6 separate regions of the Mus musculus genome follow, and all the other regions are linked to region 6. Evidence: chromatin contacts called from public HiChIP or PLAC-seq, Micro-C and promoter capture Hi-C data. All regions are on one chromosome and are shown on one strand. The core of a region is the stretch at or near the end of the contact, and the rest is flanking DNA. Distances in the headings are between cores, read along the strand shown.

The links. Promoter capture Hi-C pulls out the DNA fragments that hold promoters and counts their contacts. A called contact is a pair of places that touch in the nucleus more often than the background predicts. HiChIP or PLAC-seq counts read pairs in DNA pulled down with a chosen protein or histone mark.
Region 1: a promoter capture Hi-C map of liver shows a contact between it and region 6, with 3 times the contacts expected there. The contact joins the promoter of Atrip-trex1 here to the promoter of Apeh in region 6. A contact is called at or near these places in 2 of 39 promoter capture datasets (both in liver).
Region 2: a promoter capture Hi-C map of stem cell-derived epiblast-like cells shows a contact between it and region 6, with 4 times the contacts expected there. The contact joins the promoter of Tmem89 here to the promoter of Apeh in region 6. A contact is called at or near these places in 3 of 39 promoter capture datasets (liver and stem cell-derived epiblast-like cells) and 1 of 115 datasets of contacts at active chromatin or transcription factors (acute myeloid leukemia).
Region 3: a contact with region 6 is called in a promoter capture Hi-C map of liver, with 3 times the contacts expected there. The contact joins the promoter of Uqcrc1 here to the promoter of Apeh in region 6. A contact is called at or near these places in 1 of 39 promoter capture datasets (liver) and 1 of 115 datasets of contacts at active chromatin or transcription factors (acute myeloid leukemia).
Region 4: a contact with region 6 is called in a Micro-C map of embryonic stem cells, with 5 times the contacts expected there. The contact joins the promoter of Celsr3 here to the promoter of Apeh in region 6. A contact is called at or near these places in 3 of 39 promoter capture datasets (liver and pre-B cells), 1 of 484 Hi-C or Micro-C datasets (embryonic stem cells) and 1 of 115 datasets of contacts at active chromatin or transcription factors (acute myeloid leukemia).
Region 5: an H3K4me3 HiChIP or PLAC-seq map of bone marrow-derived macrophages shows a contact between it and region 6, with 5 times the contacts expected there. The contact joins the promoter of Arih2 here to the promoter of Apeh in region 6. A contact is called at or near these places in 1 of 39 promoter capture datasets (pre-B cells), 2 of 115 datasets of contacts at active chromatin or transcription factors (bone marrow-derived macrophages and pancreatic cancer cells) and 1 of 9 other capture datasets (macrophages).

Annotation. Positions count from the first base shown.
Region 1 is chr9:109,071,763-109,076,136 of GRCm38.p6, forward strand. Atrip-trex1 (Atrip-Trex1 readthrough) reads right to left here and starts at 2,335. Exons shown (of 14, transcript NR_153412.1): 1 at 1,897-2,335; 2 at 845-975; 3 at 1-126. It overlaps Atrip (ATR interacting protein), which reads right to left and starts at 2,362. Exons shown (of 13, transcript NM_172774.3): 1 at 1,993-2,362; 2 at 845-975; 3 at 1-126. The coding sequence starts at 2,242.
Region 2 is chr9:108,912,955-108,917,083 of GRCm38.p6, forward strand. Tmem89 (transmembrane protein 89) reads left to right here and starts at 1,665. Exons shown (of 2, transcript NM_027066.1): 1 at 1,665-2,003; 2 at 2,411-2,609. The coding sequence starts at 1,680. The coding sequence ends at 2,596. It overlaps Slc26a6 (solute carrier family 26, member 6), which reads left to right. Exons shown (of 20, transcript NM_134420.4): 20 at 1-95.
Region 3 is chr9:108,935,289-108,939,825 of GRCm38.p6, forward strand. It overlaps Uqcrc1 (ubiquinol-cytochrome c reductase core protein 1), which reads left to right and starts at 1,360. Exons shown (of 13, transcript NM_025407.2): 1 at 1,360-1,499; 2 at 1,728-1,868. The coding sequence starts at 1,431.
Region 4 is chr9:108,824,744-108,828,733 of GRCm38.p6, forward strand. Celsr3 (cadherin, EGF LAG seven-pass G-type receptor 3) reads left to right here and starts at 1,302. Exons shown (of 36, transcript NM_001359572.1): 1 at 1,302-3,990. The coding sequence starts at 1,577. It overlaps Gm35025 (a long non-coding RNA gene), which reads right to left and starts at 1,377. Exons shown (of 2, transcript XR_871161.3): 1 at 1-1,377.
Region 5 is chr9:108,647,821-108,652,379 of GRCm38.p6, forward strand. Arih2 (ariadne RBR E3 ubiquitin protein ligase 2) reads right to left here and starts at 1,588. Exons shown (of 16, transcript NM_011790.5): 1 at 1,409-1,588.
Region 6 is chr9:108,092,021-108,096,101 of GRCm38.p6, forward strand. Apeh (acylpeptide hydrolase) reads right to left here and starts at 2,460. Exons shown (of 22, transcript NM_146226.2): 1 at 2,415-2,460; 2 at 2,207-2,339; 3 at 1,602-1,728; 4 at 961-1,054; 5 at 787-862; 6 at 534-697; 7 at 256-393; 8 at 68-159. The coding sequence starts at 2,426. It overlaps Bsn (bassoon), which reads right to left. Exons shown (of 12, transcript NM_007567.2): 12 at 4,002-4,081.

The DNA.
Region 1 (4,374 bases), core at 1,085-3,584, 980 kb after region 6:
TTCTTGCTCAAGAAGGAAATGTGATCTTTTCTGTTCTTCTAGAACGGATTCTGTCTGACGCAGAGAGTCACGCAAAATTTTAATTTCTCCATTCTTAATTAGGATTTCTTCTTCCATTGCTTTCAGCTGTAAATTACGCCCAGTCAACAGATATTCAGCAAGAACAGTTTCAGAATCCATTCACCACTTACACACAGATTCTTTCAGCTTTAACATTACGGCTCATACCCTCCACAGACTAAAACCCCATGTTGGATTTCTGGCTTTCTTAGGCACCTACAGATGGCCAGGTGAAAGATGTATGAGAGCCTGCAAAACTAACAAATATCAACCGCTAAGATGACATGTTCCTCAGATAAAGACCTAAGCTGTAGAGGCTAGAGAGATGGCTTAGCAGCTAAGGGCACTCACTGCTCTTACAGAGGACCCAGGTTCCGTTCCCATTACCCATATGAGGTGGCTCACACCAGTTGTGTTGATTCCAGAGGACCCAGCACCCCTGACCTCATGGGCACCTGTATGCATGCAGTGCATATAAACTTATATAGGCTCAGGGATATACACAGGGTAAATAAAATTTCAGGCATTCTTTCCCCAACCTTCTTTCATTTCAGAGGAATAAATCTAGATGTTTGTTTTATAGTTTTTATATATTTTACACATGCTTTTTAATACCAAAATGAATGAATTAGCTGCAAATACAATAAGTTAGGGCTGGAAGGATAGCCTAACAGTAGAGTGTCTGTGTATAGCATGTGTGAAGGTAAAGTCCTGAGTTCAATTCTCAGCATTACAACCAAACAGGCAAAACAAAACACAAACAAACAACCCAAAAGTCACATACCTTTTCTTTAAGTTCTTTGTATTGTATCTGAAGTACTTCTAATTCAAAATTATCTTTAACTGGAATATCTTCTCTGCTTTTCCTTATAGGACTATTTGGTAACCCATCTAATCGGCGGACCTTATGAGCACCTGTATAAAAAGTAGTTGCCCTTAGGTTGAGCATGGTGGCACAGAACTGCAATCCCAACACTTGTGAAGTAGAGCTATGGGGATCTCAAATTCAAGGCTAGCCTTGCTAGAGATCGAGAACCTGTCTGGAAAAAATAATCCCATGTATACTGCGGGGCTCAGTATGTATCCACCTTTGTCATAAAATGCAGAAGGAGTCACTCTTGAAAGCCAAGTTGAGAAAGACCCAGGTAACAGCTCCGAGCATGGTATAAACACATAAAGAATCCTTATGGCATAGCATATCTGAATTCTCTCGCTTTATACCTCACCCACTTTCTAGACTCTCAGCTCATAGCTGAACAGAGATTGCACTGGCTGTGACTCTACCATAACTACTATTTACTACAACATGTTAGGCATAGGATCTGCTGGTTTTAAAGACTGATGGTGAACCAAATGGATACATTCCAGGGGGAGGTGGGGCTCCAGGGATGGAGTAAGGTAGAGTACCGGGTGATGTAGGGCCAAGGAAGGGGGAGGCAGCATTGCTTTGTGCCATTTCGTGGAAAGTTGCGTCTAACCACTGCCGCATATGACAGCTGGTCAGCAATGAGTGTTTTCCAATGCCTGGTTTTCCATGCAATATTGCTGGAGAGATGGAGGGCCAGCCACATTTCCAGGGATAATCCTATTTTTCAGATGCTGTAAGTGCTAAGTACATTCGCAAGGTGCCCATCAAACCCTCCTGACACTTAACTTATTCCCCAAGAGTGTAAGCTCTAAGAAGAAAAGCAGCTTTGGCATTTCTTGCCCATTGCCTGTTTGCCATGCCTAACCTTTGGGCAACTGGCATTTTTGTGTAAGACTCTCTTTCATCTCTTGCCTCTGTCAGACGCCTTCTAATGCTCTTCTGCCCAAGGGTTACAATGGGGTGCATACCATCTAAATGGGAGGCCATTTAACATTCTGGATGTCTCACCGCCAAATCAGAGGTCTGCACCACCCGCCGGGGGAAAAGGCCCCTCAGGCACTCACTGGACAGGTTCCGAGGCGCGACGGGACACTGGCTCAGGGCCTGTGACGCGAGGATGTCGAGTTCCTCTAGGTCGTCCGCAGTAAATTCCGCGTGCTCACCGAATGGGTCTTCGGGGTCCGGGACTGTGGTCTCAGAGAAGCTCCGGGCCCGCTTGCTCGGAGGGTTCTCAATGGATCGAGACAGACCGGGGAAAGGCTCCAGGCCGCCACTCTGTTTCCTGTGGCTGTTCGGTGCGGGGGTCCCGGCCATGACTACCTTCAACCCGCAGCATCCGAAGACGCCAAGCACAGCCTTGTCCACAGAAAGCCTGAGCTGGCCCAACCGCCCGCGCGCCGCCGTTCCCCTCGCCTTCCAGCGTCTCCCCAGCCTGCGGGCCAATCAGCTGCCAGCTACCGGGCACAGATGGGTGACGTGTACAGAGCGCGCCGTTACCCGGGACAGGCTCCTGCGTGTCTGGGCTCAGTACGAAGGGGTCCCCGGTGATGCCAGGGTACTACAGTGCTGTCAGGATTATCCCGGTTGCGAGATCGAGGAGCGTCTGCCCGACCACACCTGAGGCGGTTCCCCGTGGCACTGTGTAGAATACAGAGCCCTAGAGAAGCAGGCAGCGTTCAGGGGTCAGCTCTCCCTGACCTCACTCCTCGCGGCTGACCCACCTCTCTCATGTCCAGAGACTCTTTTAGGGAGGAGGCTGGGAAGAGCAGACTTGGGGAGGAGAAGGAATGCTTTTCTTCCTGGAAGCAGAGATCTTCCAGGATAACAAATGTTTCAAGTATGTATATTTGAGAAAAAAAAAAAAAAAAAAAGGCTGGGAAGGATGGTCTCGAGAACGGCGTGCCTATTCGGAACTGCTCCAACTGTTAACTTCCATTTATTTCTTGGAGAGTCTTTATGTCCTGAGCGCTGGTTGCGTAGAGACAATGAAGCTCAAGAGGTCAAGGAAGGCTCGCTGGGAGTGGTCCTTGAATTACCCAACAGATTGAGGGGGAAATAGCAAGAAAAATGGGTTAGGAGGCAGACGCATGATGTTTCTGAGAAAAATTCATCTTCGACAAGGATGCCAGGTGGATGCCTCCTCTTTGCGACAGACTTCATGGAGGAGCAATGATTTGAGTTGGGCTTGGGTGTATGACTGGCTTTTATGAGCTGAAGTGGTGGGCAGAACAGATACCAGAAATGGCGGATTAGCATTGGAAGGCAACAAGATCAAGACTTTTCTACTCCGTTTGCTCAATGCCAGACTTAGTTTGTGAACCTACCAATGTTTGCTGAGGCGTTGGGCGGAAAGGAGAGCGCTCAGGCTTAGAATGCCTTAGGCCTGCCAACCCACCCCCACCCCACCCCTGCCTCATTATTTTTTATGTGTGTTTTACCTTCATGTATGTATGTGCATCACATGCATGTATGCCTGGTGCCTACAGTGGTCAGAAGGCATTGCATCACTTAGAACTGCCTTAGTTTCTTGATTCAGCTGCTGGTAGTTTTCCCATAGCTGCCCAACATAATGTTGAATGTTCAAGTCTCCCAGCAGCCCCCCACCCCCTTTGGTTATATGTCAAGACATATAACCAAAGCTGGCCCAGAACTCCAGAATGTCCTTCCTCCCGCTGAGTGCTGGGATTATAGACATGAGTTTTTGTTTGTTTGTTTTGTTTTTGTTTTTTGTTTTTGAGATGGCCTCAAACTTCTAATCCTGTCTCAGTCTCTAAAGTGCTAGAATTGTGAGTGTGGGCTACCAGGCGTGGCTGATTGCCCAGGTTGTAATAGCTACGATCTTTGGTTCTGGAAACAGGACATTGTCAGGAGGGATTACGTTCTACCAAATAAACGAGAAGTTTTGGGGGCAGGAGGCTATGACTGCTGATAAGTATTTTCAGCAGCACCGGGCTAGGTGCCAGCTGACAAGGCCCTATGGGCTTTAAGCCCAAAGAAGATGCTTTTTGGAGATGACCAAAGCAAGCTGATTTGTTTGTTTTATATTTGGGTGTTTTGCTTCCATGTAGATCTGAGGCCAGAAGAGGGCATCAGCTCCTTTGGAACTGGAATTACAGTGAGCCATCATATGGGTGTTGGGAATTGAACCCAGAACCCCTAGAAGAGCAGTGAGTGCTATTAACTACTGAACCATTTCTCTAGTCCCCAACCCAGTGTTTTAAAATTTCAATTCTCCTGCATCAGCTGCCTGAGTGCTGAGTTTACAGGTATGCTAGCTGGTCTTCATGGTGCAGGCCTGTAACTCCAGCTACTCAGGAACTTTAGGCAGGGACATCACAAATTCAAGGCCTGGCTGGCCCTAAACTAAATCAATGTCACCATGAGCAATTTAGTGAGAGCCTGTCTCATGAAAGAAGATAATATTCTTAGGGAAAGCATACTATTGT
Region 2 (4,129 bases), core at 415-2,914, 820 kb after region 6:
GCAGGGTATTGCAGTCAGGCTGGCCTTGGCTGGGTGCTGAAAAGGAGCTGATGTGGGAATACAGCTTTGGGAATAAATTTGTCTGTCCAACTTCAGGCTCTGCTGTGGCATGGTCAGGGTGTGGCTGGGGTGTCGAGTGGTCTTCAGCACAGACTCCCAATCCTTCTTATAAACCCTAAGGTAGACAGAACTAGGGTGTAAGATTTGGGGAGATCAGGGACAGGCAGAGAGCAAGCTGAGTCGGGCAGCGGTGGCACCCAGGATGGGTTAGTATTTTATAAGCTTAAGGTTCTCTTCAGTTTTACAGACAGTCCTTTAGCTCTAGCTGGGAAAAAATAAATGGAATCAAAACTGTAGATCAGGACAGAGCCATTCTCGGGGATAAACCCGGTTAAGAGGCAGGGTGAAGTTGGTGTTTCTGAGAGATGTGGCGTGAACCCCTGAGCTCCCAGCTAAAGAACAGAGCCATTCACATGGTCTGCTGCTGGATTTAAAAGTCAGGGTTATGAACTGCTTACTCATAGAGCACTGAGATCGGCAGAGCATGTCAGTCAAGAAGCGGCTGACTTCAGGCATAAAACAGCAACATGAGTTGGTCCCTTGGGCCACTGACCCCGTGATGGGAGGGATAGGGCAGTGGGCTCCTAAGCAGTAAAAGGGAGGGTAGCCTCATGGGTTGCCTGGTGGTTACACATGGGAATGCCCAGAGAATGCAATACCCACATTTCCTGCCCAGAACTCATGAACTTCACTATTCATCAGGTACGCTCCAGGCGCGGTGCTAGGTACCGGGCAAGTTCCCAACTGTAGATAGAGGCTTCCTGACCTCCAAATCACCCAGGCACCCTTGCCTGGGCCTATTTATCGTGGCTTTTGCCCGTGTCTGGCACCAGAGTGTTTACAAGCCATCTGAGCTCCCGCCAAAACGCAGAGGAGGAAGGCAGTGCTTTTTGTTCATCTGTTCTGTCACGCTCCATTCTGGCACTGGGTCTGGGTGCTCGGTAAATATTGTTTGAATGAAGACCTGGAGCCAGAGGCAGACCTCAAACAAGAACTTGTCAGGCTGGCCTCGGATGGGTTCTAGGAGGAAGCCGGTATGTTTTTATAGTTTGAGAATAAAGATGATTATGTAGGTAGCCAGAAATGCTCTAAAGAAAATCGGGTGGGGGTCAATGCTAGAGGAGAAAGGACTCTACCACCAAGGTAGTCATGGAGGGGTGACGGCAGTATGTGAGGCTCTCTCTAACCTTGGAAAGGTGACTTTCTAGGAGGGAAGCCATGCTCTTTCAGCACAAGGAAGGGTGGTGAGGGAGGTCTGAGTGAGGCAAGGACAGCAGCCAGCAGAAAACTTCAAGGAAGCCACACTTGGAAGTGCTTGCAGAGTGGAGCTGAGCTGGGTTTCGGAAGCTTCCCTGTGCTCTGTTTTACCAGCGTGGCAGTTGCTAGCCGAGTGGAGAACATTGGACCCTAAAGGCAGCAGGGTGCTTAGATTAGGGAAGGATGATAGGAGGGTTGGAGTCCATCTCCCCACTTCCCATCATCTGGCCAAGCTGTATTTTGAAAGGCCATGGGCCCAGCTGGAACCTGCTGCTGCCTCAGAGCTGGGCCTGCTCTTGGGGGAGGGGTGTTTGCCCGTTGCCAAGGTACCAGGGTTCCGGCTCCTCGAAGTGTTAACAGTCATGCTGTACACATTGCTCTTAGTGCCATCGCTGTTCCTGTTGGTGATGCCTGTCCCTAGCCAAGGCTGGTCTAGGCCCCTCTGGTACCAAGTAGGGCTGGACTTGCAGCCCTGGGGCTGCCAGCCAAACAGCCCAGATATCTGGGGCTGCCAGCCAAATAGCCTGGATAGCTGCAAGAACAGTCTGGGTTGCCCTGGCTACTGGTTGGGCCTGGGAGGAAATCGCATCTACCCCGTGGCTGGGGTCACAATCACCACCACCATGTTGCTGGTTGTCAGCCGTGTGATAGTGCACCGATGGCGAGCTAAGGTTGCTAAGGGTCAGGTGAGCACAGCTCCACTCTGTCCTCTGCAGTTCCTGCTTCTGCTCATGCCCCCTGGGCCATGCCTCCCACTCAACCTTCTTCCTATCACCCTGGCTTAGGGCCTGTGGGCTTCCTGTCTGATCCTGTCCTCCTCCCTGTGACCTGTTCTTGCATCTCCACAGAACCTATGTCTACAACCAATCCATCCCTATCATTCCTTAGGACTAGTCCTCTGGTCCATCTGTCCCCATTCCCATTCTTCATCCAGCCACCATGGGCCCCAGGGCCACCTAGCCTCTGGAGACCCAGTGACCTATTCCCCTGTCCCCCCATCCTCTTTGACACTTCCCCACATCCCTTCTCTCTAGCTCCACTCTCACGCTGGTCCCTGGCCCTCCTCCACCCTCACACTGGTCCTATATTTCAGCTCCCAGCAGTGACCTCCAGCTCCGGCAAACACTGGAAAGAGCAGCCCACTGTCTCAGACCGCACGCTGGTCCTCAGGGTCCTTCACATGCTGGACGCCATCCTGCTCCACATTGAGGGCCACCTGCAGGGGCTGGCTTCCCAACAACAAATTCAAATAAAAGGGTCCCCCCCTCAGTCTGGGTGACCCAATATATGCTTCTCTTTCTCCGATTGTTGTCAAAGATCAGCTCTGACGTTCAGGGTAAACGGAGACAGGGCATAGGAATGCTCTTCTTTTTTGGTCCCACAAAAGAGATCAGTGAAAAAAAAAATTCTACTCTAGCTTATATATCCCAGCAAAATCTTTTAAGCAGTATAGAAATAATATGATTACATTCTATTTTTCTTTTAGTGAATGATTATAAAACAAAACAAAACAGTAGGTTCCTCAATATCTTTACATGAAAAAACATTTTGCATATTACAGGTTAAAAAAAAAACCAGAAATTATTCCCAAGAACCCACATACATCTGTAACTAAGCAACTTGTTATAGATTAGTGTGGTGTGAGCAAGCAAGGTAAGTTTCTCAGCCAGTTTGTCTAACTGGCAGGCAGCATTTCGTGATTACAAAGAAAGAATCTATTTTATTATTTATCTTAAGTAATCCTATAACTATTTAAAAGAATCACAAATCTAAACTTTTATATAAAAAACTACTTGAAGACCTCAGAATGCACAATAGCAATTTTTATTAAATCATATCAGGAAGCTGAGGGCAAAAATGGATACAAGAAATGAATCATCACCAGTCCAGCCTCCAATCTAGCTAGATTGTTCTTGTTCTCTGACCTCAAAAAGTCCCCAGCTCAATTATTAAGAGTGTGTTTTTCTGAACTTCAAATTGTTTCCTAAGATTTTCTACATCAGAGCCAGTAGCAAAAACATCTCAAGCTAAGTTCACTAGCAGTTTGTTTTTCCAAATGCTAAGGGTGGCAGTCATTGCTGACAATCTCCATCTCTAAGTTCTTCCTTCTCCAGGCCGTGATAGAACCATAACCTGCTCCAGCAGCAATGCCTGAGAGAGATCAGGCATTAGCACTGTGAGTGCCAGAGATACGGCCCAGCGAGGGACTGGAAGCCCCTTTGAATTTTCATATAATTCTTAAGAGGGATGTGAGAGCCAGACAGTGGTGGCACCCGCCTTTAATCCCAGCATATGGGAGGCAGAGACAGGCAGATTTCTGAGTTCGAGGCCAGCGTGGTCTACAGAGTGAGTTCCAGGGCAGACAAGGCTACACAGAGGAACCCTGTCTCAGAAAAACAAACAAACAAACAAACAAACAAACAACCCCAAAAACAAACAAAGAGGGATGTGAGGGCAGCAAGCAGAGAAGAACTTCATAACAGCATGAAGCCCTCAGGACATAACTGTTTTCAGGGAAGGGAGCAGGGGGTCGTTACATTTATCCTTTCTCAGGTATCTAACGGAGTTAAGGACTAGATAGTTATACTCTCAAAATTAAGCTTAAGTTGTTTTAGGACCTAAGAAGATGTTTTGAATTAGAATACAAGTTATGATAGAAAATGATTTAGATACAATACTCTGAACTCACCAGTATAGGAGAGATGATAGAATACTTTCTGTAAAGTTGCCAAATATAAATGGACTGGACATTGTGGATGTAACTCCTACCTGACACTTTTCATAATTGTTTCATATTTTTTCCTACTGTATG
Region 3 (4,537 bases), core at 110-2,609, 840 kb after region 6:
TTAGTCCCAGGAAGCTCTGGGGAGTACTGGCTAGTTCATATAATTGTTTCTCCTATGGGGCTGCAAACCCCTTCAGCTCCTTGGGTCCTTTCTCCAGCTCCTTCATTGGGGACCCTGTGCTTCGCATCCAATAGATGGCTGTGAGCATCCACTTCTGTATTTGTCAAGCACTGGGAGAGCCTTTCAGGAGACAGCGTTATCAGGCTCCTGCCAGCAAGCTCTTGTTGGCATCCGCAATCGTGTCTGGGTTTGGTGGTTGTTTATGGGATGGATCCCCAGGTGGGGCAGTCTCTGGATGGTCATTCCTTTAGTCTCTACTCCAAACTTTGTCCCTGTAACTCATTTTTTATTGTTTTGTTTTGTTGAAACAGGGTTTCTCTGTGTAGCCCTGGCTGTCCTGGAACTCACTTTGTAGACCAGGCTGGCCTCGAACTCATGAATATATTTCTTAATGATTAATTTTTAATATTTTATGCTCTTTTACTATGCTTAACTCCCAAAGAATATTTTGCATGTTTTGAAACAATTTAGTATTCAACATTAGATATAGGATCCTCAGTTATGGATAGTATTAAATATTCATTAATGATATTTTAGGGTATGAAAGGATATGAATATAAAAGTTGAAAAAAATTTATGGATTATTTGATTCTCAAAGTACTCAACATTATTAATATGTTTGATGTATAAAATGCATTTAAATAATAAAAAATTAAGAAAAAAAGTAAACAAAAAGTTTTGAAATAATCACAAAATAGAAAAAACTTTTTTGCTTAGTTATTTTATTCCAAACAAGGAGCCCTATTCCACAAATTACCTCTACATTGTTCCTCTTTTCATACACACGTTTTTTTTCTTACGTTTTGGAGACACTGTCTTACACAACCCAGGGTAGTTTTGAACTCCTTACACAAGAGAGGAGGATGTCCTTGAACTCCTGATTCTTCTGTGTCTCCATTTCCCAAGTGCTATATATTTGGCAATATATTATTAAACGTCTTTCAAGTCAACCATTTAAGCATATTTTATTCTTTTAAACTAACTTTAGTGGACACCTTCTTGCACAGACAGGCAAGTGCTTTAGCCCTTGGGCTCAATTGTGCCTAGCCACTGCCCTCCAGGTTTCAGAGCTGCTGCTGGCGTACAATGCATCTCCCACAGTTGCATACCGCCTCCCTCAGGTGGAAGAAGGTGATGAATAGAACCTGTCTCAGATGGGACCAGATGAAGGGCCCCTCCCTCGCAGGTTGATAAATGTCCCGAAGATCCTAGAGGCACACGGACCAAATGACTACATGCGATCAATTCTTGCTAACGTACTTGCTGCCCAACAGGGGGCGACTGAGCACCAAGTCTTCCTTACAGCGCTTGCGCCTCAGACTCCGCTCTGCGCATGCGCAGCGCGGCTCTACACTGACGGAAGTTAGAAGATGGCGGCGTCCGCAGTCTGCCGAGCGGCCTGCTCCGGGACGCAAGTGCTACTTCGCACCCGCCGCTCGGTGAGGTGGCAGTGAGACGTTGGGCTGCAGGGCCCAGGGCTTTCGTACACAGATGAGGAGCAGGCTGTCTCAGCAGTGGCGGGTCGGAGTGGGGAGGTCGCGGGGGTCAGGGCCGTGGGAAGGTCATGGCGGAGGGCGGGGATGGTTATCTGCTCTGGCTTGGGTTTGAGAGCCGAGGTCCCAGAGGCTTGGCGAGCAGTTCTTGCAATGGTCGCCTTCTCCCTTTAGCCGGCCCTGCTGAGGTTACCTGCCTTGCGGGGTACCGCAACCTTCGCCCAGGCCCTCCAGAGCGTGCCGGAGACCCAGGTCAGCATCTTGGACAACGGGCTGCGTGTGGCCTCGGAGCAGTCCTCGCATGCTACCTGCACGGTAAGTGTGCGCCAGTCCTCTAGGTGAGGCCCGCCGTGTTGTCCCAGGTTGGGATGTGACCTTGGGCTCCAGTCTTACATGTTTTGGGTGGAGACTGGCTTACTGCCGGGGCTTATCCCTGTACCTGACTTCAACCCTGCCTTAACCCGGCAGCCAACATTATGGTGCTTGCCAAAGACGGGGCCGAATTCTCTCCTCCAGCTTTTCGTTCTACCTCCCCGAGAGAAGAGATTATTCTCTTGCCACGAAAAAGAATGAGATTTCACAGACTTTAGGTTATTTACAGAAAGACATCCAGGTCTGTTAGACTCACCACCTAGGCTATGTAATTTGTAGACGTAGCCAGGAATACACTTCAAGAAATGCCTCTGAAGGACGGGGAAGATGGCCCAGTGGGTAAAGAGCTTGGTACTCAAACATGGGTATCTGAATTTGGAGTCCTCAGTGTTGTGATTTAGGTCTAACACCAATACTCTGAGGGGTGGAGACTAGTGTGTCTAAGCCGGTCTTACTTTTACCTACACGAGTGGCTTACATGTGTGTATGTGCACCATGTCTGTACATAATGCCCTTGGAGGTTGGAAAAGGATATTAGAACCCCCAGAGGGCTGGTGAGATGGCTCAGTGGGTAAGAGCACCCGACTGCTCTTCCGAAGGTCCGGAGTTCAAATCCCAGCAACCACATGGTGGCTCACAACCACCCGTAATGAGATCTGATGCCCTCTTCTGGTGCGTCTGAAGACAGCTACAGTGTACTTACATATAATAAATAAATAAATAAATAAACAAATCTAAAAAAAAAAAAACAGAACTGGAGTTACAGGTGGTTGTGAGCCACCGTGAGGGTGCTGGGAATTGAACCTGGGTCCTGTGGAAGAGCGGTTCCTAACCCTACACAGTCTCACCATCCCACGTACACATACGTAAAAATAAAAATTTTTTTTCTCCTTTTTTTTTTTTTTTTTTTTCTTTTTTAAGATAGGGTTTCTCTGTGTCGTCCTGGCTGTCCTGGAGCTCACTCTGTAGAGCAGGCAGGCCTCGAACTCGGAGATCCATCTGCCTCTGCTCCCCAAGTGCTGGGAAGAAAGGCATGAGCCTCCAATGCCTAGCTCAGAAGTAAGGATTCTTAAAACAAAAAACAAAAGATTTAGAGTAATCAGAAAAAGCACCCAGTTTCCTCTGCCCTCCGCAGATATTTGTGTGGTGGAGTGTGCACACGCATGTATGTGTGGCACTTGCACACACGAAAGAAATGCCTCTGAAAGACTGGGAAATGTAACTTGGGTGGAGCCTTTGCCTACTGAGTGGAAAGCCATGAGCTTTATAGCACTGAAGGAAGACAAAGAGTACCTTTGAAGATTACAGTGAATTGGATGCTCTTTGGTTAGGAGGGCTGGCCGCTCTTGCACAGGACCAGATTTCAGTTCCCAGCACCTTTATTGGGCAACTTCTAACCACCTGTAACTCCAGCTCCAGGAGATCTGACACTTTCTTCTGGCTTCTCTGGGTACCTGTGTACGCTGGTACACAGAAACACAAATACTTTATTTAAAATTGCAAATTGGCCAGGAGAATTGACTCTGGTTTATAGTACTTGTTCTCTTTCAGAGGACCTGGCTTCAATTCCCAGCACCCACGCAGTGGCTCACAGCCAGCTGTAACTCCAGTCCCAAGGGATCCTGTACCCTCTATGGATCTGACCTCCATAGGCACGCATATACATACACGTAGGCAAAACACTCATCCACATAAAATAATGAATGTAGAAGTTGGAAATCTTCAAAATGGAGTCAAGAATTGAAATCTTTACTAGGTGTGTGAGAAAACTCCCAAGAACCAATCCTCCCAACACACTTAGTAGGGCTAAATTGTTTTGTTTTATAGTTTTTTAATACAGAGTTTCTCTATGTAGCCCTGGCACTCTAGTGTTCTGGCACTCTCTGTAGATCAGGTTAGCCTCAAACTCACAGAGATCTGCCTGCTCCTGATTCCTGAATGTTATGAGTAAAGGTGTGTGCACCACTGCCTGCCTAGGGTTATATGTTTTTGTTATCTGATTCTTTCCTTTTTCTAGGAACAAATAATGACTTGTGATATAATTGTTATCAAACATAGGATATGGCGGGAGGTAATTTCCTTGATGTGTGGAACCTACATGAGTAGACTCAGAACCTACTAATGAAGCTTAGGAAGTCCTGCTCTATTCCACAGGTGCTGTGGTACCGTGATTATGCTTCCATTACAAAGAAAGGATGGTTAAAAGTCAAAGGATACTGTGGGTTGTAGACTAAGATGATAGACTTAAGGTGAAGGTTTGGGGCTAGAGAGATGGCTCAGTGGTTAGAGGCACTGGCTGTGCAATCAGAAGAGCTGGAGTCCACAGCCCAGCGCTTAGGGGACAAGGTGGGAGTCCTGCAAGTGTCCAGCTTTGGAGAATGCGGTGTACCTTCTGGCCACCATGTTCACATACAGGTCACATACATTCACACACACAGTAGAGGGCACGCTTATCTGAGGTGACCTGACACAGTGAGGTATAAGCATCTGCTTGCAAAGCCTGTGAGAGGTTTAAGTTAGCTGTGACCACCATGTGGGGAAGTAGTGTGCGTCACAGCATGGCAGGGGAGTGGTCACGATTGAGTCTTGCATGCTTGTAATCCTATTGCTTG
Region 4 (3,990 bases), core at 52-2,551, 730 kb after region 6:
AGACTTAACGACCCCAAACACTACAGCTGATACCCATGGGTCAGATCACAGCAGCCTCGTCCAGTGCAACCCGAGTGAGCCAAACCTCCCCGAAGCAAAGAAACCCAGGAGCGAGAGAATGCGTTGATTGGTTGCTGGTGATGTCATAGCTACCATTTGGGGGCGGGCCAGAGGTCTTGGCCAGGAGTTCTTGGACTGTTTGAAGTAGTAACCACTCAGCCGGGGGAACCGCACCCAGGGCAATGTTCTGGGGTCCTAGGCCTGACTCCTGTCTCGGTGTCAGAATGAATGAGTCCCCTGCACCTTGCGTTGCAGCTCATCACCGATGCCAAGTTTGGAGGCTGATCAATATAGCGCGTCTTTTGGATTATTTCTGCTGGCTAGCGTGGAACCCGCGAGGCCCTCCTACCTCCCGCATACAATGGAGTCCTCCGAGAGGGGCGGGGTCTCCCATTGTGCCAATAGAAACAATGACACTCTAATTGGAATGCGCCGCCTTTCTCTAGGATTCTGTGACGTCTGTTGCGCCACATCTAGCTATTGGTTGGTTGAGATGCGCGCGTGCCAGGAGTTGGACGGAAAGCTAGACTGGACCAGGACTAGGGAGAACTGAGCTTCTGTCGGGTTCTTCAAGGGGTTAAAGGATGCAGTTGTCGCAGGCGAGGGGGCGGAGATCTGAGGAAGCTGGGTCCACAGTTGTACAACCCTGGGTTCCACGTGGCATCTCAGAACACTGGAAAGAACCATAGCCTAGAGAGACGTGGTGTCTCTCCCAAGTCTGGGAGACCGCTAGTGACTCTCGTGGCGGAGAAGAGTTGGCTTCTCTTCCTGTCTCAGAAGGGTCGTTTTCAGATCCTGTTCTGTAGGAGCAAACAAGGAGATTTTTGCGACATGTTTCTCATAAGTTAAACTTGTTAATAAACAGTTAACGCTATTGTTTGAACCAGGCCGGTGTCTGGCCATTATTTTCACAGTCCCAGGATTCTATATGGTAACCCTTCCCAGACCGATGACAGCACATTTTCAAACCAAAATGGGTGTTAGGGCTCGGAACTAGCGCTCTAAAGGGAGACGAGATTCTCGGTCTGAAGAAAGACTAGGAAGCCACGCTGGAATAGCGCACTAGGATGAGAGGGAGGGCGGTGGCAGAGTAGCGGAGAAACTCCCAGCTCCGTTCAGCACCGTGGGCAGCACTTCTGTTCTCAATAAAGATGGCGGTAACGGCTTCAGTCGCCAGAACTGCCATGCGCGACGGGCTGTACCACCAGGTTTGGGGCATCGGGGCGGAGGTGGAGCAAACCATCGGAGCGGCCGGGAGCCATGTTGGAGCGTCGGGAGGCGGCAGCGGCGTCGGGGATGCTGTGGTGGGGGCGGCAAAAGCCGGGGCCGTATGCCAAAGGGGCTCTGGCCGCGGAGTAGATGGTGCCCAGAGAGCAGTGGCGGCGCGGAGCGACGGGCAGAGGGGCGGAGGGCCGGGGCGGCGGCAGGGGCCCAGGAGGGGGCCAGAGCAGCGGGGCGGGCCCAAGGCCCGGACCCGGGCGGGGGGCGGCGGAGGCCGTGACGGGAGGCGGGGGTGATGGCGAGGCGGCCTCTATGGTGGGGTCTCCCGGGACCGTCGACCCCGGTACTACTGCTCCTTCTCCTCTCTTTGTTCCCTTTTAGCCGGGAGGAGCTGGGGGGCGGTGGGGACCAGGACTGGGACCCAGGGGTTGCTACTACTACTGGGCCAAGAGCGCAAATCGGCAGTGGAGCCGTAGCTCTTTGTCCCGAATCTCCCGGCGTCTGGGAAGATGGAGATCCTGGCCTGGGGGTCAGGGAGCCTGTCTTCATGAGGCTCCGAGTAGGTAGGCAAAACGCCCGGAATGGTCGAGGGGCCCCTGAGCAACCAAACGCGGAGGTGGTGGTCCAGGCATTGGGTAGTCGCGAGCAAGAGGCAGGTCAGGGTCCAGGGTATCTGTTATGTTGGCACCCAGAGATCTCCTCTTGTGGGCGGACAGGGCCTTTACGAAGAGGTAGCCTGCCACTCGATGCTCTGTCCCCAGGGGATTCTGATCTGAGGAACAGCTCTCCTCACCCTTCAGAACTTCTGGCTCAGCCTGATGGCTCCAGGCCAGTGGCCTTCCAGCGTAATGCTAGGAGAAGCATCCGCAAAAGAGTGGAAACCTCTCGCTGCTGCGGGAAGCTGTGGGAGCCAGGACACAAGGGTCAGGGTGAGAGATCCGCGACTTCCACAGTGGACAGGGGACCCTTTCGGCGGGACTGCCTCCCCGGCTCTTTAGGATCTGGCCTGGGGGAGGATTCAGCACCACGTGCTGTGAGGACAGCTCCTACGCCGGGTTCAGCACCTCGCGAGTCTCGGACAGCTCCCGGGCGCATGCGCTCCCGCGGTCTCTTCCGCCGCCGTTTCCTCTTTGAGCGCCCTGGGCCGCGCCCTCCCGGGTTTCCGACTGGTCCTGAAGCCAAGCAAATACTCTCAACTAACCAGGCTCGTCCTCGTCGTGCTGCAAACCGCCACCCGCAGTTTCCTCAATACAACTACCAGACACTGGTACCTGAAAATGAGGCAGCGGGCACATCAGTACTGCGCGTGGTGGCACAAGACCCGGACCCAGGCGAGGCCGGGCGCCTCATCTACTCGCTGGCGGCGCTCATGAACAGCCGCTCGCTGGAGCTTTTCAGTATTGATCCTCAGAGTGGCCTCATCCGCACGGCTGCCGCTCTGGATCGTGAGAGTATGGAACGCCACTACCTTCGAGTAACAGCACAGGACCACGGCTCACCGCGCCTCTCAGCTACCACCATGGTGGCGGTGACAGTAGCTGACCGCAACGATCACGCGCCAGTGTTTGAGCAAGCCCAGTATCGGGAAACACTTCGTGAGAATGTGGAAGAAGGTTACCCCATCCTGCAGTTGCGTGCCACCGACGGCGACGCGCCACCTAACGCCAACCTGCGCTACCGCTTCGTGGGATCGCCAGCTGTGCGCACCGCAGCCGCCGCTGCTTTCGAGATTGATCCACGTTCGGGTCTTATCAGCACCAGTGGCCGCGTGGACAGGGAACACATGGAAAGCTATGAGCTAGTAGTAGAGGCTAGTGACCAGGGCCAGGAGCCTGGGCCACGTTCAGCCACCGTGCGAGTGCACATAACTGTGCTGGATGAGAATGATAATGCGCCCCAGTTCAGCGAGAAGCGCTATGTGGCACAGGTGCGTGAGGATGTGCGCCCTCACACGGTGGTGCTACGTGTCACGGCCACGGACAAGGACAAGGATGCCAATGGTTTGGTGCATTATAACATTATCAGCGGCAACAGCCGGGGCCATTTTGCCATCGACAGTCTCACGGGTGAGATACAGGTAATGGCACCCCTGGACTTTGAGGCAGAGAGAGAGTACGCTTTGCGAATCCGGGCACAAGATGCAGGCCGGCCACCTTTGTCCAACAACACGGGCCTGGCAAGCATCCAGGTGGTAGACATCAATGACCATGCTCCTATCTTTGTCAGCACACCCTTTCAGGTCTCTGTTTTGGAAAATGCACCCCTGGGTCACTCAGTAATTCACATTCAAGCAGTGGATGCAGATCATGGGGAGAACTCCAGGTTAGAGTATTCTCTAACTGGTGTGGCATCAGACACACCCTTTGTGATAAACAGTGCCACTGGCTGGGTCTCTGTGAGCGGTCCCCTGGACCGTGAATCTGTGGAACATTACTTTTTTGGTGTGGAGGCTCGAGACCATGGTTCACCCCCACTCTCTGCTTCAGCCAGTGTCACCGTAACTGTGTTGGATGTCAATGACAATCGGCCTGAGTTCACCATGAAAGAGTACCACCTTCGGCTCAATGAGGACGCAGCTGTAGGCACCAGTGTGGTCAGTGTGACTGCGGTAGATCGAGATGCTAACAGCGCCATCAGCTACCAAATCACGGGTGGCAACACTCGGAACCGATTTGCCATCAGCACCCAGGGTGGTGTGGGCCTGGTGAC
Region 5 (4,559 bases), core at 338-2,837, 550 kb after region 6:
GAATTTCTGAGTTTGAGGCCAGCCTGGTCTACAGAGTGAGTTCCAGGACAGCCAGGGCTATACAGAGAAACCCTGTCTCAAAAAAAAAAAAAAAAAAAGTGGGAGACACTGTCTCAAAATAAAGCACGCAAGAAAACTGAATCCTGACTTTGTTCAAAGGGCCAATGTGTTATTTTCTTAATGTCAAAGTATTCAAGATGTTAAATATGACTATCTCAGAGAGAAATGGTACAAAATTAGTACTTTTTCCAAGAGTTAAAGTCATCTTCAAAAAAACCTGCCACTCATTTTGAGCTGGTTTCCAAGACATGGCCACATACAAAAGGATAAAGACCTTTTAGTTTGAAGTTGACAGGAACACAAAAAAATTGGCTAGTCGCACAGATGTTTAACTCCAGTTGTAACACTTGGCCCTCAGTAGTCATTTATTAACTACATTTCGAAGAAAACTTCTTGGCTGAAAAATATGAATCAGCAACTTGTTTAAAAACTCAGCAGCATCCCGGGCGTGGTAGTGCAAGCCTTCAATGCCAGCACTTGAGAGGCAGAAGCAGGTGAGTTCGAGTTCGGCCCAGTCTACACAGTGAGTTCCTTGACAGCCATGACTATGTAGACACTGTCTAAAAACAACCAACTCGACACCGCATCTGTCCTAATAATGGCAGGTAGCCGCCGATTACATGGAGTTATTGAAAGTTAGTTTACTTTTAAAAAGTCAAATGTAGTTTCTCAGATATACTAACTACATACATGTCAACACGAAAGCCGTGTGTGGCTTAATGGCTACCATACTGAACAGCAAAGGTCTAGAACGTGTTCGTCGCCGACAGAAAGTTCTACGAGACAGAGTAACAAACAGAAGAACTAAGGCGAGCTCGTCCGAGAACACCACCGCCTCTCTTGAGGCTAGACCAGTGGCGTCGGGCGTGACCGGTCGCACGTCTCTGCGAGGCGCCCCGGTCTTCGCGCGGACACGGAACCCACGCGCGGGGAGGCCCTTTCCCAGGACGGGCGTTAACAAACAGTGCGGCTGGCGCTGCCAAAGCTCCCAACCACCAGAGAAACGGGGAGCCTCCGAGGCGGTGCGTTCGCCTGGAGCGCCCAGAAGGGCAGGCCCGAGCGCACCCGAGCCTCGCGGGCCAGAGGCCCTGGCCTCCGACCTCTCGGGGAGCTAAAGAGCCAACGAGGAAGAGGAACCCAGGAGAGACGCCAGGCACCCGCCGGCGCGGGCTGTCGCCTCCGGGAGTGCCTATCAGTCGGCGGGGAACGTCGGGACCTGGGACGGCCCGGCCTCGCAAGCGGCGGCGAAGGCGGAGCCCGGACCGCGCCGGCGAAACGCGCGGGGATCCCCCCCCTCCCGGCGGCCAGTCAAGAGTAAACAAGGCCTCGACTCCCGCCGCGCACTTACCGGGAGCCGCGACCTCGCGGCCGCAGAGCCCAGGCCGGCCGGACCAGGTCAAGCCAGACCAAACCAGGCTGACGGAGGCGTAGCGGCAGCGGAGGCAGCCGGCGGACGCGGCTCAGGCCCGCGCAGCTTCCTCCGGCAGAGCCGTCCCCCGCAGCTCCGGAAGTGTTCTGCGCCGCGCGTCACTTCCGGTAGGGGTCGACCTGCGGTCGCCCTGGAGGCTCCCAGGCTTCTGACGACTGCGTAGTCGGTTGGAATCGCTTCCTCACCATCCTCTAGCGAGAGCCCCTGGGAGGAACTACTGAGCGTTCGCTTTTGAAGGAATGATGTAGGAATTTGTTTCCTGCGTTATAGCCTACCAGTGTCTTTATTCGATAGTTAGTTTTAGGTTTTCTTGCGTGTATTTTGTGTGTGTCGCACGGCTCGCGTGCAGAAGAGGTCAGAGGACAATTTTCCGGGAGCAGTTTTTCTCCTTCCACCATGTGGGTTTCGAGGATCAAACACTTGTCAGGCGTGGCAGTAAGCGCTTTTTACCCACTGAGCCATCAGACCCTTAGATGAGGTATTTTTAGCTTTTTTTTTTTTTTTTTCCCCTGACCAGACGTCTACCCACTTCACTGTTTATACTCTGACGAACAGCGTGAGAAGACATTCTGGCAACACTGGAGTAGGTTAAAAAGATCATAGTTTCCGGGCAACTATGGTTTGACATGAGCCATACTCGGAATTTCTACGTACGTTAGGAGGAAGTTCTGGCCCATGAGCAATCAGACTTTAGTTTCTCATGACACTATCCCCCTAGCCACCCACTTCTCCGACTTCCACTCACCTTCACGACGGGTATTTTTTGTTTGGTGTGGTTATATTTAGAAGCAACTCACTATATAGCCAAGGCTGGTTTGCCTTGCTAGATTACCAGACCCAGAGATTCATACATCGTAAGTGTTTCGCTGCACAACTTCTACCCACGATATAGACTGCATTAGGACTCCAGTCACCAAGTTCTGGTCACCAAGCCTTGTTGTGGACTGATAGGAGGCTCGCTCAAGTAGCAACTCCATCGAGATGTTAATTACTGGAGTGAAGCCAGAGGCACTGTGAGGTAAATCAATGTTCGTGCAAATCTGTAGATAACCTAGTTCTACCTTTTCTGGAGTGTATGTATTGGTATTCAAGACACCCGGAAAAGTGAGGCAGAAAGAAAAAAGACCGTGTAATAGCCTCTTTTATGTAATTCTTGGAAAAAATATAACTGAAGAGACTTGGGAGTTGGCTGGGCCATTAAGAGCTCTTGCTGTTCTCTCCAGAAACCTGAGGTCCTTGCCCACTATTGATAATGTCCAGGGGATCCGAAGCCCTCTTTGAACCTCTTCCGGCACACACATACTTGTAAACAGAAAATTAAAAAAAAAATTTTTTTTTCTTTTTTGAGAAAAGTTCTCACTATATATCCCTGGATAACCTGAAGCTCTGTACAGACCTAAAACTTACAAACTCACATGTGTGCAGCCACACAATCTACTTAAAATATCTACAAATTTGGGTCATGAATCAAAATCAGGGGTAATCAAATGTTGAAAGTCGCTAGAACAAGAATAGCACTTGGGGTGCAAAGGCTAGGGGAATCATTGAAAGTTCCAGGCCTCGGGAGGCAGAGGCAGGTGGATTTCTGAGTTCAAGGCCAGCCTGGTCTACAGAATGAGTTCCAGGACAGCCAGGACTGCACAGAGAAAAAAAAAAAAAAAAAAAAAGAAAGTAAGTTCCAGGCCAACCTGGTCTACATACTAAGTGCCAGGCTGCCCAACAAGGCAGCCAGAGGTACATGATCAGTAATTATCTTTAACAACAACAAAAAAAGTAGCTGGGCAGTGGTGACACACGCCTTTAATCCCAGCACTTGGGAGACAGAGGCAGGCAGATTTCTGAGTTTGAGGCCAGCCTGGTCTACAGAGTGAGTTCTAGGACATCCAGGGCTATACAGAGAAACCCTGTCTCAAAAAACAAAAAACAAAAAAACAAAACAAAAAAACTGTGCCACTTGCTTTTACAGAGAAGATTCACGTCAATTGATAAAATGTCTTCATTAAATTGGCCTGTAACGAAGACATTTTCTTGATTAATGATTGATGTAGGAGGATCCAGCCCACTATCAACAGTGCCATCTCTGGATGGGTGGTCCTGGCAGTAAAAGATTGGAAACTAAAGCTAGGCAGTGGTGGCACATGCCTTTAATCCTAGCACTTAGGAGGTAGATAGAGCTCTGAGTTCCAGCAAGACCATCCTGGTCTGTGAATCAAGTTCCAGGACAGCCAGGGCTACACAGAGAGACTATATCTTGAGAGAAAGAGAGAGAGAGAGAGAGAGAGAGAGAGAGAGCGCTCAAGCAAGTGAGAGCGAGCAGGCTGAGCAATCCATGGGATCAAACTAGTGAGCCATGCTCTTCCCTTATCCCTGCTTAGGTTTCTGCCTCAAGTTCTTGCCCTAATTTCCTTCTATGAGGGACTATAAGCTAAAAGATGAGATAAATTTTTTCCTCTTCAAATTGCTTTTTGTCATAGCCTTTATCACAGCAATAGAACACAAATCTGGACAAGCCGTGAACTTGGGTACTTGAGTTGACAAAACATATGCATATCACGATGGTCCCTGTGAAGGATCCAAATCATATTTCCTGAAAACTAGTTTCCAGTGATGACTTTGAGTTACTGGTAACAGACCCACTGCAGTGAGTACTAGAGAGGAACGGTCCGTCTGTAGAAGTATTTTACCTGCAAACTACAGAATGTGGGTGCTCACTTATCAAGTCCCATTTTGTATGAGAGACCTCATGGAACCTTGGGTTTTGGTTTGGAGTCCCGGGACCAATTCCAACCCCGTTTCACTGTAGGTACTGTGGGACAGTTGTCCTCAGGATTCCAGTACCTCCCACGTACACGCACTGGATGGTGACTAAGAGCACTTCCACTCTTTCCAGAGGACCCGAGTTCAGTTCCTAACATCCACATGTAAGTTCAGGACTGCCTTTTTCTAGCCTCCACAGGCTCAAGTGCAAATGTGGTACACATATACTCACAGAGGCTCACACACATACACATATTTTCAAAAGTTTAGATTCACCCTCAAGCTCCAGTACGGCAACATAAAATGGCTCACC
Region 6 (4,081 bases), core at 1,210-3,709:
TCAGAGAGACACTCAGCTCTATGGTCAGCTGGGCCGTAAGGGCCCTCTGGTCTGCCTGCTTTCTCACCTGCGATTGGTGCAGTAGCGGATACCTAGCCGGAAGGGTTCGTGCCACCAGCCCACAAACACCACACCCGTGTCTCCAGGGGCCCAGAAAGCCTGCAAACAAAACCACAAAGTAGGTATGAGCAAGACGTAATCGCTCAAGCAGGGGACCCCGACTCCAGAAGGGGCAAAGGCCATGTTGCTGCTGACCTGACCAGGGGACACATTTTCAGGGACGCCCTCAAGCACGGAGATGTTACCACTCTCGATATCCAGCACGCAGAGCACAGGGATGCTTTTGGAAACCATAGTTTCTCCCCAGTCTTCATAAAATACAAACTGGTCCCCCTGAGAACAGAGGACACTCAATGCCCAGGGTGCCTACAGAACCCTGACCTGCCTCCTAGACACTAGGGCCTCCCAGGTCCACCGGATGTAGGGCAGGGCTGCCCGGCAGGGCCTGTGTGGCCCGGCCACACCACAAGCACCTTGATGGCCTGGTCTGGCTTCTTCGGCCTGGCCATCTCCTCATCACTGGCACTGACGTCCAAGGCTTTGGTTTGAAAGAAGGACTCAGCTTTGGGACGCTTCTTCTCCGCCACATACAACAAGTGCGTCTCTGAGTGTGACCAGGAGAGGCAGCCAAAGCAGTCTGCATGCAGGGAGGGACGGTTAGGGGGAGCCCAATGCTATAGCTGCCCCTTCTGCCCACCCCTCCTGCTTACCAGCCAGGCGCCTCACCATCTTCATACACAGGCCCATGCTTCTCCAGTGCAGACAGGTTGAAACTCTTGAGCTTGCGGTTCTTCTCCCAGACCTGAAGATACCTGGGCATCAGGCTGCTTGCCCCTCCACAGGGCTTCACTTGTGGCACTAAGTGACCGGCTGGCTGCCACCTCATCCTTGCAAACTCACCTCCAAGAACTGTTTTTCCTCTCCCGAGACTGCACCTCCAGCCTTGCGCAGCACTGCTTTCATGGTGCCTGAAGGAGACTCTCTGCTCAGCAGCCTGAGAACAGGGGTTGCAGGTCAGGAAGGTGCCAAGTCGTCCCCCCCAACAGCCTTGTGCTGGCCCCCTTACTGGTCACAACCTCTTAGCTGAGTCTCTGTCTCTGTCTGTCTGTCTGTCTCTCTCTCCTTTCTTTATAAGCCCTTTTAGGTCTGGCGTTATAAAATCAGAATTGGCCGCACAGGAGGCTATCTCCCAGCTAACTGGGACTCTGAAATCATACCAGCCCATGAAGCACTCCCAGCCTCAAGCTGGCTGGCCTTTTTTCTCTTCCTTAGGTTACTGACTCGACTGTCTCCAGAGTCCTAGGGACCTAGGCCCTAGTTTAGAAGAAGCTCCTAGTATTTATCAGGCCATGTCTCCAGAGACCAGACAAGCTCTCAGGGGTCAGGCACCTTGCTCTTTGCTCCCCTGAAGCCACCCAAAGTTGTCCCTGAAGGGGATAGGCACAGAGCACAACACCCTAAGGACACATGGCGACATTTATGAAAGGCTAGCAAGGCAGGTGGCTGCGGTCTTGTCTACAGACTGCTCCTGTCACACTTACTCCCCCCGGGTTTCCACACTGTTGCCCGCAGGCCCGGCAAACACCACCGAGTCTCCATCATGGAACACTAGGTACTGGCGGCAGAATCGGATGTTCTCCATTCGATCCAAGTCCCTCTGAGTCCACTCTGCAAGGGAGGCAGGGGGCTGCTCAACTTGTCTGGGCCAGTTTGGACCACTGCCCACCAATCAAGGCCTATCTTTCCCAGTCTGTCTCCGGACAGCCTGAGTATAGCCTGGACAACACTTCACTTAATATAACCTAAGCCTAGGCTCCCAGAGCCTGAGCTGACGGTCAGAGAGAACCCACTACCAACCACAGAATTTTAAGGGCAACATAGCTGTTGTTGGGTTGTAGAATGTAAGGGCCGGAGAGTCCTGCGAGGCCCACACCTTGCACTCAGGTCTGAATTTTACTCCCACACCTTCAACTCATTTACGGAATTATTTATCAGTAAGGCTAGTGCAGCCCCCAAAACACCTGTGCGCAGGAACTACAGTTGGGTTTCCTCCCCAAACCCGTGTCAAGCAGCGTGCCCTCCACAGTCCCCATCTCTCCACCTGGATGCACGGCCCGTCGCCACCCAGTTCCCTCGGTCTACACACCAGTGTGCACAGTCCGATAGAGGCCCCCATACTGCGTGGTGACCTCCGGGCCCAGGCAGGCGGCGCTCAGCGAAGGCTGGCGGCTAAGGCCCCGGTACAGCGCTGCCGCCTCCTGGGGCTCACTCAGCAGCACCTGCGCAGGGGACACACCAGGGTCAGGCTCAGCCCGGGCTACGGAGGCCACGGGGGCCACGGGCCGAGCCCTCACCTGACGCTCCATAGTCGGTCTTTCGGTAGCAGCTAAGTCCCGGAAGTGAAGCTCCGGGGGCGGGGCCTAAGGCGGTCCCCAGTTTCCGCTACACTCAGTGGCGACCTGGGACCCGCAGGGCCCTGTATAAGCTCCGGCCAGTCGGCAGGGGGCGGGGCCTGGATAGTAAGAAGGCGGGGCCTACGAAGGAGCCGCCCGGAGGGGAGGAGCGGGAAACAAAAATTCAGTCGAAGACTAGGCAAGTGGGAGGCAGAATCAGGGAGTCGAGTCCTGGGATTTTTAGAGAGGGGAGGCTCCGAGGAGTGAGGGCGGACGTATAGCAGCAGAATACAGAGCCGGTGTTCAGAGACAGGGCAGGTCTGGGAGGAGTGAAGGAAGTAGGATTGGACTCCAGCCGACTGTGAGCTGAAAGCTGCGGGATCAGAGAGAAAGCCCTGAGCGTTCGAAGGGTGGGGCTTCGGAGGAACACTAATGATCCTTAAGGATGAGGGGGCGGGGGCGGGGGCGGGGACGGGTGGGAACCGAATACAGAGACTAGCGGGTCTGTGAAAGCGGAATGTTGCGGGGCGCCTCAGTCGCAGGGATCTCTTTCAGCGCTCTCCCCATCTACTGCAAGCCAGGCGATTAGGAGTGGGAAACTTAGGTTCCCGGGTGGAGCCCTGGGGCGCCGGGCAAAGGGCGGTGCTGAACTCTCTGGGTGCTACCCTGGCTTATCAATCACCAGACTTGCCCCTAAAGCTATCTGTTGCCACAGCCTTAACCCGCCCTTCTCAGAAGCTCCTTGCTGCGGATCGTGAGCCGACTGGGTCTCAACCTACTCCAAGGGCCGATGTGGAGGGTCAGACTTCACCTAAGAGCAGCGAGCGTGCTGTGGAAAGAAGAGCCTAGGCAGACAGTCTCCTGCACACGACACAGGACTAGGTTGACTTAGGTGACAGCAGAGAGCAAGAGTGGTTGGGCAACAGTAGGTATCTCCCCCTCCTCCATATAGCTTGAGAGTGGCTGGTCTTTTAGACCAGCTATGGGCCCCCTTGAATGAGTGCTTTCTTTCTTACTTGAGGCAAAATTGATACTCTTTAATCTCTGTTTCTTATTTTCTAGTGCTGCTTAACTTATATTTGTTTAGTTTCTCTACGTAGTTCTGGCCTCAAACTCACAGAGACCCACCTATCTCTGTCTCCCAAGAGCTGGGATTAAATGTGTGGGCTATGATATCCAGCTTGAACTATTCTTGACTATACTAAGGATTAAAGTCTCAGCCATGGGGGACTGGGGGGGGGGGGGGAGTTTCGAACAAGGTAGGCAGATGTAAAGCTTGTTTGATAGCACCAGGGGGCAGCACTTGCCCATCTAGCTCCTGGGAACCAGGATCCTGAAAACTGTCTGGTGGCTTAGGACAAGCCTTTGCACCTTCCTGGAGGGTCATGTTTGAATGGCTTGGTGTTGACTCCGCCTCAATTGTGCCAACATTTCTGAAATTTTGCTCTTTCTCATTTTTTTCTTTAATCGTGGAGAATACTGTCACAAACGTTGGCATCTACCTGTTTGGCTAAGTGTTCCCACTTCAGAAATCACCCCGAGACTGTCTGAAGGTTGTTTATATCAAGTCCTTTTATTCTGATACCACAGAAATACCTTGTCACAGTACAGGGGAGGGACACTGAAGT